Linked DNA regions of Ovis aries: region 2 is linked to region 1. Evidence: chromatin contacts called from public Hi-C data. All regions are on one chromosome and are shown on one strand. The core of a region is the stretch at or near the end of the contact, and the rest is flanking DNA. Distances in the headings are between cores, read along the strand shown.

Region 1 (6,552 bases), core at 3,774-6,273:
AGGGCAGAGGAGCCTGGCGGGCTACAGTCCGTGGAGTCGCAAAGAGTCGGACCTGACTGAAGCGACTGACACACATAGCCCGAGCATGATTTCTAGGTCATGGAAAATTCTTCCCCATTTGAACGGCTGCATTGCCATCTATCACAGGCTGTGTCCTTACCCACATGGCCTGTTCCCTGCTGGTGTTCACGTGGTTTTTCAATTCCTCACTTTTTCTAAATAATTTCTAATACTGAATTTGGGGGGGGGGCACAGATGTCCACATTTCAGACCGCGTTTCTGAGCAGATTCCTGGGCTGGGTTTGAGGGAAGGAAGGCGTCACCCATCACCTCGATTCTGCCGCCATCACATGTCTCTTCTTCCCTAGCGCTTGTCCTCTACCTGGGAGCTCCCTCCTGGGCCCCTGTCCCCATTTGGAGCCTGGCTCCATCTTCCCTTGGGTTCTGGAATTATTAAGGCCAAGCTCACATATGTGCTGTGATGGGGGCATTCACAAGACAGAAGGTCTTATAGGCCCTCAAGGGTGGAGGGAGAGGGCAGGTCCTGGGGCAGGTGGGCCTGAGGTTCCCGCTGCGTGAGGCTGGCCCTCTGCCCTCACATCTAGACCCACAGTTCCTGCCTGACTGGGCTGGAGGGGGAGTAGGGGTGGCTGGGATCCCAGGCCTGCCTCCTCGCGTCTCCCCTGCCGCTCCCCATCCCTCCCCACCCCGGCTCCCCATCCCCCAGGAGGAGGCTGACCCTGTCCGGGCCCTCGGCTTGGGGCCCAGTATGTTGCAGAAGCAGAAGAAAAGCTGCAGCGGGCCCGGCTCCTGGTGGAGAGCGTGCGGAAAGAGAAGGTGGACCTGTCCAACCAGCTGGAGGAGGAGAGGCGGTGCGTGGCGCCCCGGGGGGGGGACACTCCCAGAGCCTCGCTGAGGATGGCTTGGGACCAGAAGGTCCAAACCCCACCTCCCTGCCGTGCACCGGCTGTGTCGCCTGGGCTGGTGACACGAGTCGGGCGGGCCTCAGTCCTCCCATCTGCGTGGGGTGATGACCCCCACCTCTGCAGGCTGTTGGGAGGACTTGCAAGGTAACCCCAGTGACGCGCCCGACAACAGCTCTGAGCATGTGGGAGACATCGTGTCTGTCACTGCTTTCCTTCCTGACATGGGGGTCACCATTCCTGCCCTGCCTGGCTTGTGCACCATCATGAGAACACCCAGGGAGGGCAGTTGCGGGGGACCTTTCACTAGGGAGACGTGTACCCCACGTGCCCACGCCATGACCCAGTTCAGTACAGGGAATACCCGCCTCTGCTGCAGGCAGGTCCTGCCAGTGGAGCGTGCAGCCTGTGTCCTGAAGCTTCATTTCCATTTCATGTGTCAGGAAACTGAGGCTCAGAAGCAGCAGGGAAAGGCCACTGGAAACACCTTGTACCTGGGGGTCAGCCCCCGGGCTGGGTGCTTTACCTACACCGTCCCTCTGTCTTACTATTAACCCAGGGAGGTAGATGAGAAAACTGAGGCTCAGAGCAGGGAAGGGACTCAACTGAGGTCACTAGTCTTGTTAGTGGTGCCCCTGGCTGTTTGTGACCTGCCATAGTGGTGAGTGGGGTTTGTGTTCCCTCTGTGTGGGGTCTCTGGGCTGACTTGGTCCTGGAACAGCTGGTGGGGTTCAGAGCCCACAAGGGCCAGGGTTTCCTTTGGTCCAGGAGCCTCTCTTTGTCTCCGAGCTGCTGACATACAGATTTCTGCAGCAGCTTCTGCTCCTTCTGTGCAGTAGGCAGCCCCCAGCCCCAGCCCCCCACCTCCCCCAACTTGGGTCTGCTCTTGGGCTTTCAGCCCAGGCATGTGCTCCAGGGGCTGTTGTTACTGTCTGACTCTGGGAGAGGAGGGCTTATTTATATCTGCCTGAGACCGACGGCAGGGCCCACACAACTGGTTCCCATGGCAACGCGCCTGATGCCAACAAACAAAAACAGATCCTTGAGACATCGTGGGAGTTGCGTTCAGGAAGTCCTGGGTACAAGGGCCAGCATTGCCCAGCGCTTGCTGTGTGACCTTGGGCAGGTCACTGGCCCTTTCTGGGCCTCAGTTTCATCCTCTGTGTGCTGAGAGCCATCACGAGGCCCCAGGAGCAGCCGCTTTGTGAGCTGTAACGTGCCTGTGTCTCTCCCCGCTGCTCTCTTGGGGGTGGGTGGGTGGGTGGGTGAGTGTACTTGAGGGTGGGCCCCACACCTGCAGCAGAGCCCTTGGGGCCCTCCACATCAGGGAGCAGCCCAAGTGGTGGGGGCTGGAACTCTGGGCCCTGATTCTGAGTGGAGGGAGTGAAGATGGGGTCAGCAGGGGAAGAAGCCCACCCTCCCTCCTTCCCCATAGACTGTTTCATGCAGCCTATCTGCTCCCTGCTATGATGAAAACAGAGCTGATTCTGCTTCACTTACTATCCATTCTATCATTTATCCCCACAACCACCCTAGAGGGGAAAGGTGCTGCATTAAACACAGCTATTTTGCAGGAGAAGAAAGGATTTATTACTTGCAGCAAGTAAGGAGAACACCGGGGATCTTTTCCTTAAGCAATGTCTCCTTTGCACTCCTATTTTAGAGAAGTCCATGTTCTCTGTGTAGAGCCTGGACCAGGAAGTTGGGAGGGCTGGGGGTTTCCAGGAGGCTCCGCCCCCATCAGCCATGAGGCTCTGGGACAGTACCTTCTGGGTACTCTGAATGTGGACTCGCAGCTTCTGGTGGCCTTGGCTCTCTCTGCCATTGCTGACTTGGCAAAGCCCACCCCTCTGGGTAGGGGTCACTTATGGGCTTCCCTGATGGCTCAGCAGGTAAAGAATCCACCTGCAATGCAGGAAACATGGGTTCAATGCCTGAGTCAGGAAGATCCCCTGGAGGAGGAATTGACAGCCCGCCCCAGGATTCCTGCCTGGAGAATCCCATGGACAGAGGAGCCTGGTGGGCTACAGTCCAGGGGGTCGCAAGGAGTCATACACGACTGAGCAGGAGAATGGACGGACCCCTCTGGGTGAAGCCTGCTCAGCCCCCTCTCCCCCCCGCAGGAAGGTGGAGGACCTGCAGTTCCGAGTGGAAGAGGAGTCCATCACCAAGGGAGACCTGGAGGTAATGGTCAAAGGCCCTCAAATTTCCCCCTAGGCTTGCACCCCAGGATCAGTCCTCAAAGGGAAAATCGTCATGAGGTCCAGGCAGCAACTCTGAGCCCTGTGGGAGGGGACCATGGGGACCGTGAGGTAGACAAACTGGGGAAGAGTCAAAGGTCATACCCTGGGAGCGTGGGGAGGGGCCCCGCCACGAGAGACTCGGGCATCAGCAGTCGAATGGCTCAGCTCCAGGAACCCCAGAGGGGCCATGCTTCCTGGGTCAGCAGCTGGGTGGGAGGGACCCAGGGAGTCCACAGAGCTGGGCCTGAGGACATGGCGGCTGGGCTCCCTGTCCCTTCTTTCTCGGGCAGTAGCCCTAGAGGTGTTCCCTGGGCCCTCCGTTCATCTTGAATTCCAGCTAAAACTTTGGCTGGGAATAGTTTGTGCTAGAGTCACAGAATTTATAGATGGGAAAACAGGCTCAGAAAGGCAGAAGGGACTCACCCAGTCATGGCGCACCTCAGCAGCCTCTGGGACCAGGACCCAGGACTCCTGACTCCCGAGTGTAGCCCGTAAGGATGGCCAGTGATAGCACCTCTTCAAGTCCCACCACCTGGCTAAGGGGTCTGGGCACTAGTGGAATTTCACACTCCCTCTTCAATCCCACCCACCCTTTCTGAGCTGAGGGATGGAGGACATTCACTCAATTAATAAAGCACCTAAGGACCCCTGCCACCCAAGAGAGACACCAGCCCTCCTCACCAAACCGCCTGGAGTCTGCAGGGCTCACTAGGCCTGCTCACAGTTGGGTGGGTAGGAATGCCTTTCTGCCATGACCCTCCCTGCCCCCTGGGAGGTGACAGAAAATGTGGACTCCCGGAGCCCTCAGATGAGGCAGAGGGCAGTCAGCTCAGTCCCTCTCCACATTCCAGTCCTGACCCTAACTGGTCTTGGGCAGCCGTTTCCTCTCCCCAGACCTCCATTTGCTCCTGTTAAATGAGGAGGTTGAACCAGGTCACTGATTTCCCAGCTTAAGAATTCGTCACCCAGTAGGTGTGTTCAGACCCAGAACTCTGGACCCAAGTGGCCGTACAGTAGGTCTGGGTGGGATCCAAGGGTTTGCATTTCTAATGAGTTGCCAGGTGATGCTGACCTGGGAACCACACTTTGGGAATCACTGCAATGGATCTTTTCTGAGCTCCGACGTGAAACTACGGTTTCTGATTTTGTGAAAGAGCTGTGTTAAAACCCCTCTGACTTCCAGCATTCAGCAAAATTGTACAAATGGCTGTTCTATCCCTGAATGACCCTGGCTGGGGAGGGATGTGTGTGATCTAGAGTCACTGATGGCTGCCCCTGTTGGGATGGGTTTTGCTGCCTGAGCTTAAAGAATGGCTACTGGGGCACAACCTGGTGTAGGAACCCCAGCCTGGCATCCGGTGTTCCAATATAAGTTTGTCACTTAGCCAAGGGGCCAGTTATGTGGTTGACATTTGGCAAGCTCTTCTGTGGGGTGGCTGCCCTCCCAAAGGGACTGGGGGTGGAGGTCGCTCCCGGGAAAAGCACCTGTGATTGCAAAGACATCTGGTAACTGCTAACTTCAGTCATCACGGGGGTGGGGGGTGAGTGGGCGGGTTACTAAAAGGCTGCAGGGAAATCTCACAGCACCGAGGGCAGACAGTTCAGAGAACTGGAAGGAGGAGCAGCATCAGAAACGGAGTCTCTTCCCCCCTCACTCGCCTCCCTCTTCTCGTGACTCCTGGTCAGTCTGTCTGTCTCTCACTGTGTCTGCAGATCTCTTGACACATCTCCCTTCTGCCCTGACATCCACCTGCCCGCCCCGCCTAGGCTCCAGCACTTACTGCCTCCCAGCTGTCCTCTTGAGAGAATCTGATTGGTCCAAGGCTAGCCAATGGGCTGTCTTGCTTTGGATCGGGTGCCCACCCCAGACCCAATCAGCCCTGGCTGAGAGAGGAGGGGGGGTGGGGCAAACGGTGACGGACAGTTAGTTCAGTCCAAGGGCAGTGGAGTCCCATTGCTGCTGTTTCTGTTGTGACCATATTCGTGGCAACCGGAAGGCACATGGAGCCAAGTCCCTCTCATCCCCACCCATATGAAAGTCAAAAATAAGCCCCCAGAACACCTCCTTGAGCTCCTCCTAGGACCCCTCCAGCTACGTGACCCCATTTCTCTGCTTGTCCTCCCTCCCCCGACTATGCGAGATGTCCCATGACTACCTCTCACCGCCTTTCTGACCTTGACTGTCGGCCTGTCCAGGGGCTCAGTCTGTGGCTTCACTCGCTGAGAGCGTCCAGTCTGTGGCATTAAATGCCCTTTATAAGCCCACGATTTCCTTGGTCCTCCCCCAAACTCCGCACCAGCACACCCACAGGACATCTCCACCAGGAGGAGCAAGTGATAGGTATTTCTAGTACTTTCTGGGGCTGCAGAAGGAAAAACTCACAATTCAGCAGCAGCTCCAGACAACACACATCGATGCTCTCACAGTGCTGGAGGTCAGAAGTCTGAAGTCGAGGTATGGGCAGGGTCAATTCCATGCCTCTCTCTCAACTCTGGTAGGATTGCTGGCAGCCGCTTGTGTTCCTCGGCTTGTCGTGGCATCCCTGCCTCCGTGGTCACCTGACCTTCCTCCCTGTGTGTCCCTGTGTCTCTTCACATGACCTTAAAAGGAAGTTATCAGGCCCACCTTAATCCAGGATGACTTCATCATAACTGTTTACATGTGCAAAGACAAGGTCACCTTCTGAGGTTCTGAAGTAGACAGGAAATTTGGGGACTTCTCATCCAGGGGGCTTGTGTTATTGTTCTGTTGATTAAATAGCATCTCGCTGTTATTTTTCATTGGCTTGGGAACACCCACTGAAATGGGAAGGGACGGAACTCAGAATCAGCTGTTTGTTGGGAACTGGCTGTGCAGCTTGAGGCCTGGAGGGAGATGAAAAGGGGCGACGACCTTCAGGAGCCCCTTGTGCAGTTGGGGTAACTCCCTGCCGGCTCCCCGCCATTGATTGATAACACCAGCCCTCTGTTACATGAAGGGCGTCCCAAGGCAGAGACTTTGTGCTTTGGAGTAGGATAGACACTGTGCATTCAAGGAGAAGAGGAAAAAACGGTAGGTCAAGGGCTCAGGCCAGGCTTCACCTAGCTTCCAGGATTTGGATGGGGGCAGGGACACAGGGAGTCCCCACTGCTGGAGCCTCCATCACTGCTCCGTGTTGTTGCCAAAAGTCCGTGTCTCCCCTCTGTGGAGTCAGGCTTGGTTTGGGGAAGGGCCCCGGTTCTGAAATCCAGACATCTGAGTTCTAGGCTTCAGGCTGTCCCAGGTTGCTGGGTGATCCTGAGCCTGAGGTTGGCCTGCTGGCATGGCCTCTCTCTCCCGTGAGTTGGAGAGACAGCTGAGACACCGCGGGAGGGGGTAGGTTCTAAAGTTGGTGTGTGAGACAAAA
Region 2 (7,487 bases), core at 2,642-5,141, 200 kb before region 1:
GCCGGCATTCCAGGTGGTGTGGCAGGTGAGTTGAAACCCCATGAAGCCTTGAGCACATTACTTAACCTCTGCCGTGCCTCAGTTTTCTCATCTGTGAAATGGGGCTAACGGTACCTACCTTACTGGAAACCCCAGGATGGGCTGGGCATTGAGGGAGACTGATCCATGGAGACTCCCTCCCTGAGCTCCCTCTGTGTCCCCAGGAGTCGGACCTGCTGCCGCAGCTGCTGCCGCCAAAGCTGCCGCCAAAGCCGCCCAATTTGGTGAGCACGGGTGTGAGATGGGGGCTGCCGTGGGAGTTGGGGGGGGGGTGTGTCTGACTACATGCCATGAAGCATATATTCCCTGGCCTGTTCCCCAAGGCCTTCAGGGGCATTGTCTCTGGGGGGTCCCGCCCACCTCCTGGCCCCACCAGCCCTCCAAGGCCCTGGGGGCCCAGGCTCCAACCCCTCTGCAGACAGAGCCAACTGCTGTCACTTGCAGGGTTTAATACACAGCTCTCTCCACAGGCCTGGGGGGAGTCGGTGGGCTCGGAGTTGGAGGACTGGGAGTTGGTGGGCTCGGAGCTGTCCCAGGGGCTGTGGGCCTTGGAGGTAAAGTGTGTTCTGGAATCAGTGAATGAATGGCGTGGGATGTGCGAGTGTGTTTGCACACCCGTGCACATACTGGAGTGACTTAGCAGCAGTAGCAGCAGCACATATGAATGAGAGAGAGAGAGAGACTGACTTTCTTTCCCATCTGGCCACACCTTGCTCGGGCGATCCTCTTTGCCTGGACCCTGCCCACACTTCATCAGCAACTCAAGGTTATACTGAGCCCTGCCCCCTTCTCCGGGCTCCTGCAGCATTTGAAGGGGCCCCAATGGCACAGTGGGTAAAGAATCTGCCTGCAGTGCAGAAGACATGGGTTCGATCCCTGGGTCAAGACGATCCCCTGGAGGAGGAAATGGCAACCCACTCCAGTATTCTTGCCCAGAAAATCCCACTGACAGAGGAGCCTGGCAGGCTACAGTCCACAGGCTCACAAAGAGTCGGACACAACTGAGCGGCTGAACACAGAGCAGGTTTAGTGAGGGCTGCCCCTTGCAGTTGGGTGTCCCAATCTCTCCCTCTCCTCTCTCTTTCAATCTGCCCAACCACCTCCAGTGGGAGTTCAGAGAAGGAAAGCAAAGCCTGGAGGGAAATCCCTTTCCCAAAGTCTCTGCCATTGTGGTGGACCTTGTGTTAACGTCTCTCTCTCTCTCGGGTCATCGCTGTGTCTCTGACCCAGCCTAAAATTTCTTACCCCGTGTGCTCCACAAATCTGGCCACACAGCAGGAGCTTAATAAAGATTTCTGGAGAGATGGGGGGGTGGAAGGATGGTAGAAGCATGAGTCAGTGGGCAGGGGCAGATTGATGGCAGTGGTCAGGAGGAGGACATGACTCTGGGAGGGAGGAGATATTCCTAAGCCCTCCTGCTCCCCATCTTTCCAGGTGTGTCTCCAGCTGCAGCTGCTAAAGCAGCCAAATTTGGTGAGTTGCTCCCACAGCCCCCCGAGCCCAGGCCTGCAAGCTGCTTATACCCCACCCTCACTGCCCTGTCCATGAACCGGCTCAGTCCTCAGTCCTGCTCACACTAGCCATGAAGGATCCTTCCTGAAAATCACGTCCTCAGACCCTGGAGGGGATGCTCAGGGCCCCTTACGCTGTGTCTCATCCTACCCCCTTCTGCCCTCTTCTCAGGTGCCGCTGGCCTTGGAGGTGTCCTAGGAGCCGGCCGGCCATTCCCAATTGGAGGTAGGGGCCGCCTCTGCTGTGAGATCCACAGCTGAGCCTGGCTGGCTAGCAGCGGGGACTCCAGGGCTGTATCAGCACAGGGACCCAAGAAAGAGGGTGGAGGGGACAGTCCGGGAAAGGCTGCAGGGTGGGAGGGACACGTGGGCCTCAGATACCAGGCTGATGAGGCTTTGTTAAGAAAGCTGCTTTGACAAGTGGGGGAGGGGAAGGGGGAGGAGGTGATCCTAGGCGGAGAGGAGTAGGTGACCAGGCCGCGGCGGGTCCCAGGGTCCCACCCCAGCCCACCCCACGCCCCCACGCCAACCCCAAACCCCTCCTGCAGGAGTCGCAGCAAGGCCTGGCTTCGGACTCTCTCCTATTTTCCCAGGTACGGCCAGGCGCCCCAGCCCTCCTCTTCCCCTGCCCAGAAGGGCTGAGCCAGGCTACAGAGTTGGGGGCCCCCCGCATCCTTAGATTGCACAGAGCTGGGCCTCCTCCTCTTCTCTTCCTCCCATGCAACATCGGGGGCATCGGATTTTACAAAACATCGCGTTCAGATGAGACAAACTGAGGTTCAGAGAGGATCCAGGGTCACACAGTCACTGGCAGAGCCATCCACGCCCCAGCCCAGAACTGGGCCCCTCTCAAACGAGGCCCACACTGCCGGGGAGGCCTTGGCGGGCTCCCTGGAGACGCGCATCCTCACCACCCCTCTGCTTGCCTTGCAGGTGGAGCCGGGGGCCTGGGAGTTGGTGGTGAGTTTAACCAGTCTCACAAGTCAGGGCCTCATTTCAAGCAGGGCCCTGAACTCCTTCGCAGCGTGGGCGGGGGGCGGGGGTGTGGGTCCATCCTATTGAGGGAATAGTTTTTGCAGCCACAGCCCTGGGCTGGCCTGCTGGTACGGGGGCTTGATGGAGCCCATGGGAGAATCACAGAAGCTGCAAAGACCAGCCTTGGGGTGTGGGGACCACAATTCCTAGAGCTCCCAGCCTGGCACTTGACGGGGCATCAGGAGTGAGACGGGGACGTGGGTCATGCCAGGTCTTAGGGTCTAACCAGAGAGGTTGACAAGGTCCCATAGAAGAGGAAAGATATTGTTGGGTAAAAACAGGGCCTATTCAAGCAGGTGGTCAAGGAGGCCGAACCTGGAGCCCCTTGGCTGGGGGGTGAGGCTGTCCCTGGGAAATGTGGCCTGGGGTCTGACTGTGGTGGGAGGGGCTGCCACAGAGCTGCTCAGACCTCCACAGGCTGCAAGGAACGAGGCTGGGCAGGAGGGTCGGGCTGGGGGCAGAGAGACCTTCGGAACCTGCTGCTGCAGGCGCATGGGTGCAGGGTAGGGGGGCGGGCTGGTAGAGATGGGGAAGCCTGGCCACCTCCCCAACCCCTTGCCTTCCCTCCACAGGCAAACCTCCCAAGCCCTTCGGAGGGGCCCTGGGAGCCCTGGGATTCCCAGGTGAGTAGACTCTGCCCCTGGAAGAGGGCAGGGTCGGGGGACAGGCTGGAGCAGGGGGCGGCATGTCAGACGAGGCCCGGCAGCGAGGCCAGGGATTGGGGAGCTGGACACCTTACCCTCTGCTTCTGCTGTCTCTGAAACAGATCCTCAGAGCTGAGAGTGGGCCAGGGACCCTCCTGGCTCTCCCAGGCCAGACCTGGCAAGCCCTCCTTGCCTGGTACCCACACCCCCACTCCTGCAGGGAGAAACCGAGAGAAAGAAAAGGCGGGGGGAGGAGGGACTGGGAGGGAGAGAGAGAATGGAGGTGACAGGGGGCCCTGGTGTCAGGGAACTGGAGGGGTAGACCCCGCGGGAGTCCTGGAGCCACGCCCTTGCTCCAAGGGGCAGACATGCGTCTGGCAGTGTCTGATCACCACCCTCAAGGCCTCTCCCAAGGATGCCTGAAAGAGACTCAGAGAAGCCCCAGCTCCACCCTGGCGCTCAGGCTGTGGATCCCCTTCTAGCTGCACCTGCTTCCCACCGCCCCCACCCCACCCTGAGACGAGGCAGCCCAGGGAGAAACAGAGGCCAGAGCAGCCTGACCTCATTCAAGGCGCCCATCTCTCAGTCAGGCACCAGCTGGTGCTTGTGGCCCATGACCCTGCTTGCTTTCTTTCCCAACAAACACCCTGGATGAGCTCTGCAGAGATAGTGTCTCACTGCCACCAGGTGGCGGTAACGAGCCACACCTCGCTCCTGCAGGGGTAGGCGCTAGTCCAGGCCCCACGACCCGACCCAGTGGCTTGATGATTTGAAACAAGGTTAACCAGTCAGATCCTCCCCAGGAGAGGGCAAGGGCCCTGCTACCATCCACGTGCCCAGTGGGAGTTTGCGCAATGAAAGGGCGCGGAGTTTGGCCTAGGGAGGTGGCCAGGCTTCCTTCCGCCTGGCTTCCTGGAGCCTCTGTTTCCCATGGTGATGATGCGGATGTGAGAAGAGCTTGGAGTTGGGCAGAGTGGGCAAGGGCTTGGGCACCAGCAGCCAGGACTGACTGTGGGGCGTGCCTCCCCTGCACCCAGGTGGGGCCTGCCTGGGGAAATCCTGTGGCCGGAAGAGAAAGTGAGCTTCCTGGGACCCCTGACTCACGACCTCATCAACGTTGGTGCTACTGCTTGGTGGAGAATGTAAACCCTTTGTGACCCCACCCCACTTTCCCATGCCCCCTCCTAAGTTCCCACCCCGGGTGGGAACGGGGCAGGCCGGGCGGCCTTGGAAATCCACAGGGCAAGGAGGCAAGAGAGTGGTGGCCAAGTGGGCCCCAGGAAGCCCCCCTCCTTCAGAGGCGAGGGGAGGGTGGGCTTGGCCCCCTGCGCCCACGCCCTTCCCACCCAGGAACTCCCCCTTCACACACTCTCCATCTCTAGGGGACTTGGTGCTACGTGCTGGTGCTTTCACTCTTCCTGCGGGGAGGGAGGAGGGAAGGGCAGCCCCTTAGGGAACCCCCTCCCTGGGGCTCCTCTGAAGATGGTGCAGACACTTCCTGGGCAGTCTCACTTCCCCCTGCCCACCAGGACCCACCTCTGGCTGCGGTCCAGTTGGTACCCAAGCATTGAAACCCTCACGCTGGATTGGGTCACACCATCTCTTGGCCTCCTTGGCCCCCCTTTCCCCGACCCATCGCTGTTCCCCATGTCTGAAGACTCACCCCAGTATTGGGAACAGCCCTCTTGCTCTTGTGGAATTCATCTGCCCGTCTGTCCATCCATCCGTCCATCCTTGTCCCGGTTTGGCCGCCCGGCACCCCTTGCTGGCTGGGCGCCCCCACCATCGACTCGGTTAACCTGTTGTGACAGCCTGTGCCCAGCCTCCACCCCATCGCACACACCCCTACAAAGGGGCCCCGAGCCTCTGGGTGTGAGGAGCTGTACCACCTGGGGCCACAGGAATCTACCCCCCAACCTGGGTCTCCCCCCACGCAGTACTGTATCCCCATCCCCTCCTCGAGCCACTGTATTTCAGAGCATTTCTCCCCCGCCCTGCCCATCTCTATGTGTCTGGCTGTGATAGATCAATAAATATTTTATTTTTTGTCCTGGACATTTGGGGATTATTTTTGATTGTTGATGTTCTCCTTTCATTTTACTTGTGTGGTTTATGGAAAAAAAACAAACAAACAAAAAAAAACCACCTTTTTTTTTCTGATCTGGGGAGCTATATCCCCATTAGAAAATTCATTTTAATCATTTTGGTATAGCTCTGGATGAAACACACATTTTAAAAAAATAAGAGAATTAACTGCTTCAGAAAAGACTAATAAAAGAAAACCTTTGAAAGGAAACTGTGTCTTGGCCTCCTTTGTAAGCGCTCATCTGCCTTCAGTTCCTGGTCCAGGTAGGGGACAGGGCTCGGGGAATCTTGGGGAACCTTGGGTCTTCCCAGGTGGCACTTAGTGGTAAAGAATCTACCTGCCAATGCAGGAGATGCAAGAAATGCACATTCGATCCCTGGGTCGGGAAGATCCCCTGGAGAAGGGAATGGCAACCCACTCCAGTTTTCTTGCCTGGAGAATCCCATGGACAGAAAAGCCGGGTGGGCTACAGACCATGGGGCCGAAAAGAGTCGGACACGACTGAGCGACTAACACTTTCACGCTTTCACTTCACCAAAATCATCTGCCATTGACTTCTGGTGAAAGGATCCTTCTTCAAGTTCAGCCTGTCCTTTAAAAATGATGATCCCTCTCAGGGGAAGCAGGGCAACCAGTCCGACACGCTCATCCCTCCGAGGAGATGGGCTCGCCCAGACACGCGTTCCCCAGCCCTCTCCCCTCAGGCCCAAGTCCTTGGCCTCCAGATGCTGCGGCTGCAGCTGGATGAGTGGAGGAAACAAAAATGACCCTTCTGTCCAGACCAAACCTTGACCTTGGTGAACAGCCAAGAGAGAAGAAATGGTCCAACGGAAAAAAACAGGAGCATGCTTCCCTCCCCACGTTCCCTCCCTGTCACACCTGGCATAAGGCATCACTTTGCTTCCTGACAAAACGTAAGGAGGGACACCCTGCTGGCTCAACAGGAGACTGAGGACCCCCTTGACTGCACTCGTTCCCCAGAGCCCCTCCCCTCGGGCCACTCATCCATCTGATGTGCCCTCCCGGAGCCCACCCCTCCCTTCTAGAGCACTCTGGGTACCAGATTCCAAACTTCCCTCCCCAAACCAGCAAGTGCACTTCCAGGGCCCGCATGGGCTAGCGTCTGTCCTCCCCAGAGAGAACCCCAGGGCCAGTGGGCACCTGGGGAAGCCACAAGAGTGGCAAGGAGGAACTGTGTTGAGAGTGCTGGTGGGGTCTGCCCGTGTAGACGCTAGTATCCGCGCATCTGAGCACAGGGGCTCTCACGCTGCCAGGAGTCTGGCTGGAAAGACACCAGGCTGGGGCGGTGCTCAGGGACCCAGTCCCGGAGGACAGCAGAGCATAGGAAGCAATTTACCAGGCCGAGAATAGCGCAGAGAGCAGGGAGGCTCAGGCCTTTCAGGAGGAAGAGCAGCCCTGTGAAGGTCCGCAGTGCCTGGCCGGAGCGGGCAGAGCCCAGGAAAAAACGAAGGATGGGTCAGAAGCGGGTAGGAGTGCATTCGCAGAGACCACAGGGGGCTGGGGTGACCACCAGCGAGGAGGGACAACCTGCCCAAGAGCAGTGGCAAACGAGATCCATTCATCACTTATTTGTTCATCGAAAAGACCCCTTGCTCATTCCTCCACAAGCTCTCCAGACTCTGAAATTTGGCCAGCTCCAGCATTCAGCCCGGGGGCCCCCCAGCTGTGGTTTCTCATAATTTATGGCTTTAAATACCATGTATGCATTAGCAGTTCCCAAACTGATACATCAAGCACAGACCTCCCCCTTGAACTCAGGACCTGCACGTTCACAGCCAGTTCCTAACATCCCCACCTGAAAGTCTCATAACCCTGAGTAGCATGGGTTCCCCCTCCCACCCCCCACCATAACCTGCTCCCCCCTGCCCCTCCACACCTTCCCCATCTCAGTTCCAGAGGTTCAGGCAGCAGCTTAGGAGGATTTCCATCTCCTCCCATCTCACACACCCGATTCACCAGCAAACCCAGGGGCACCAACTTCAGAGGGTGATCAGGGTCCAACCACCCCTCCCAGCCTCCAGGGTCCAGGCCGTGATCCACAGCAACTCTTGCCTAGACGACTGACACAGCTTCCAAACTGGGCTTCCCCATCCTGACCTGGCTCTTTTTCAGCCTTCACTTCACACAGCAGCCAAAACAATCCTTTTAAAA

Evidence for each region. Hi-C and Micro-C count contacts between places; a contact is called where the count stands out from the background.
Region 2: a contact with region 1 is called in a Hi-C map of liver, with 4 times the contacts expected there. The contact joins two enhancer-like sites. A contact is called at or near these places in 12 of 16 Hi-C or Micro-C datasets (blood, hypothalamus, liver and 6 more).

What each region holds. Positions count from the first base shown.
Region 1 is chr24:33,537,187-33,543,738 of ARS-UI_Ramb_v3.0, reverse strand. It overlaps CLIP2 (CAP-Gly domain containing linker protein 2), which reads left to right. Exons shown (of 16, transcript XM_060405906.1): 7 at 769-872; 8 at 3,047-3,107. Among named protein-coding and RNA genes, the nearest start is that of CLIP2, 51 kb to the left of the region's middle. Within about 2 kb of position 5,023, at least 16 of the 54 cell types and tissues checked have an H3K27ac peak or open chromatin away from gene starts, as enhancers often do. A contact at or near this core is called in liver, where this site is marked.
Region 2 is chr24:33,736,320-33,743,806 of ARS-UI_Ramb_v3.0, reverse strand. It overlaps ELN (elastin), which reads left to right. Exons shown (of 33, transcript XM_060405909.1): 26 at 1-25; 27 at 204-263; 28 at 510-593; 29 at 1,474-1,512; 30 at 1,723-1,776; 31 at 2,484-2,510; 32 at 3,158-3,208; 33 at 4,267-5,284. The coding sequence ends at 4,310. Among named protein-coding and RNA genes, the nearest start is that of LIMK1, 14 kb to the right of the region's middle. Within about 2 kb of position 3,891, at least 3 of the 54 cell types and tissues checked have an H3K27ac peak or open chromatin away from gene starts, as enhancers often do. A contact at or near this core is called in liver, where this site is marked.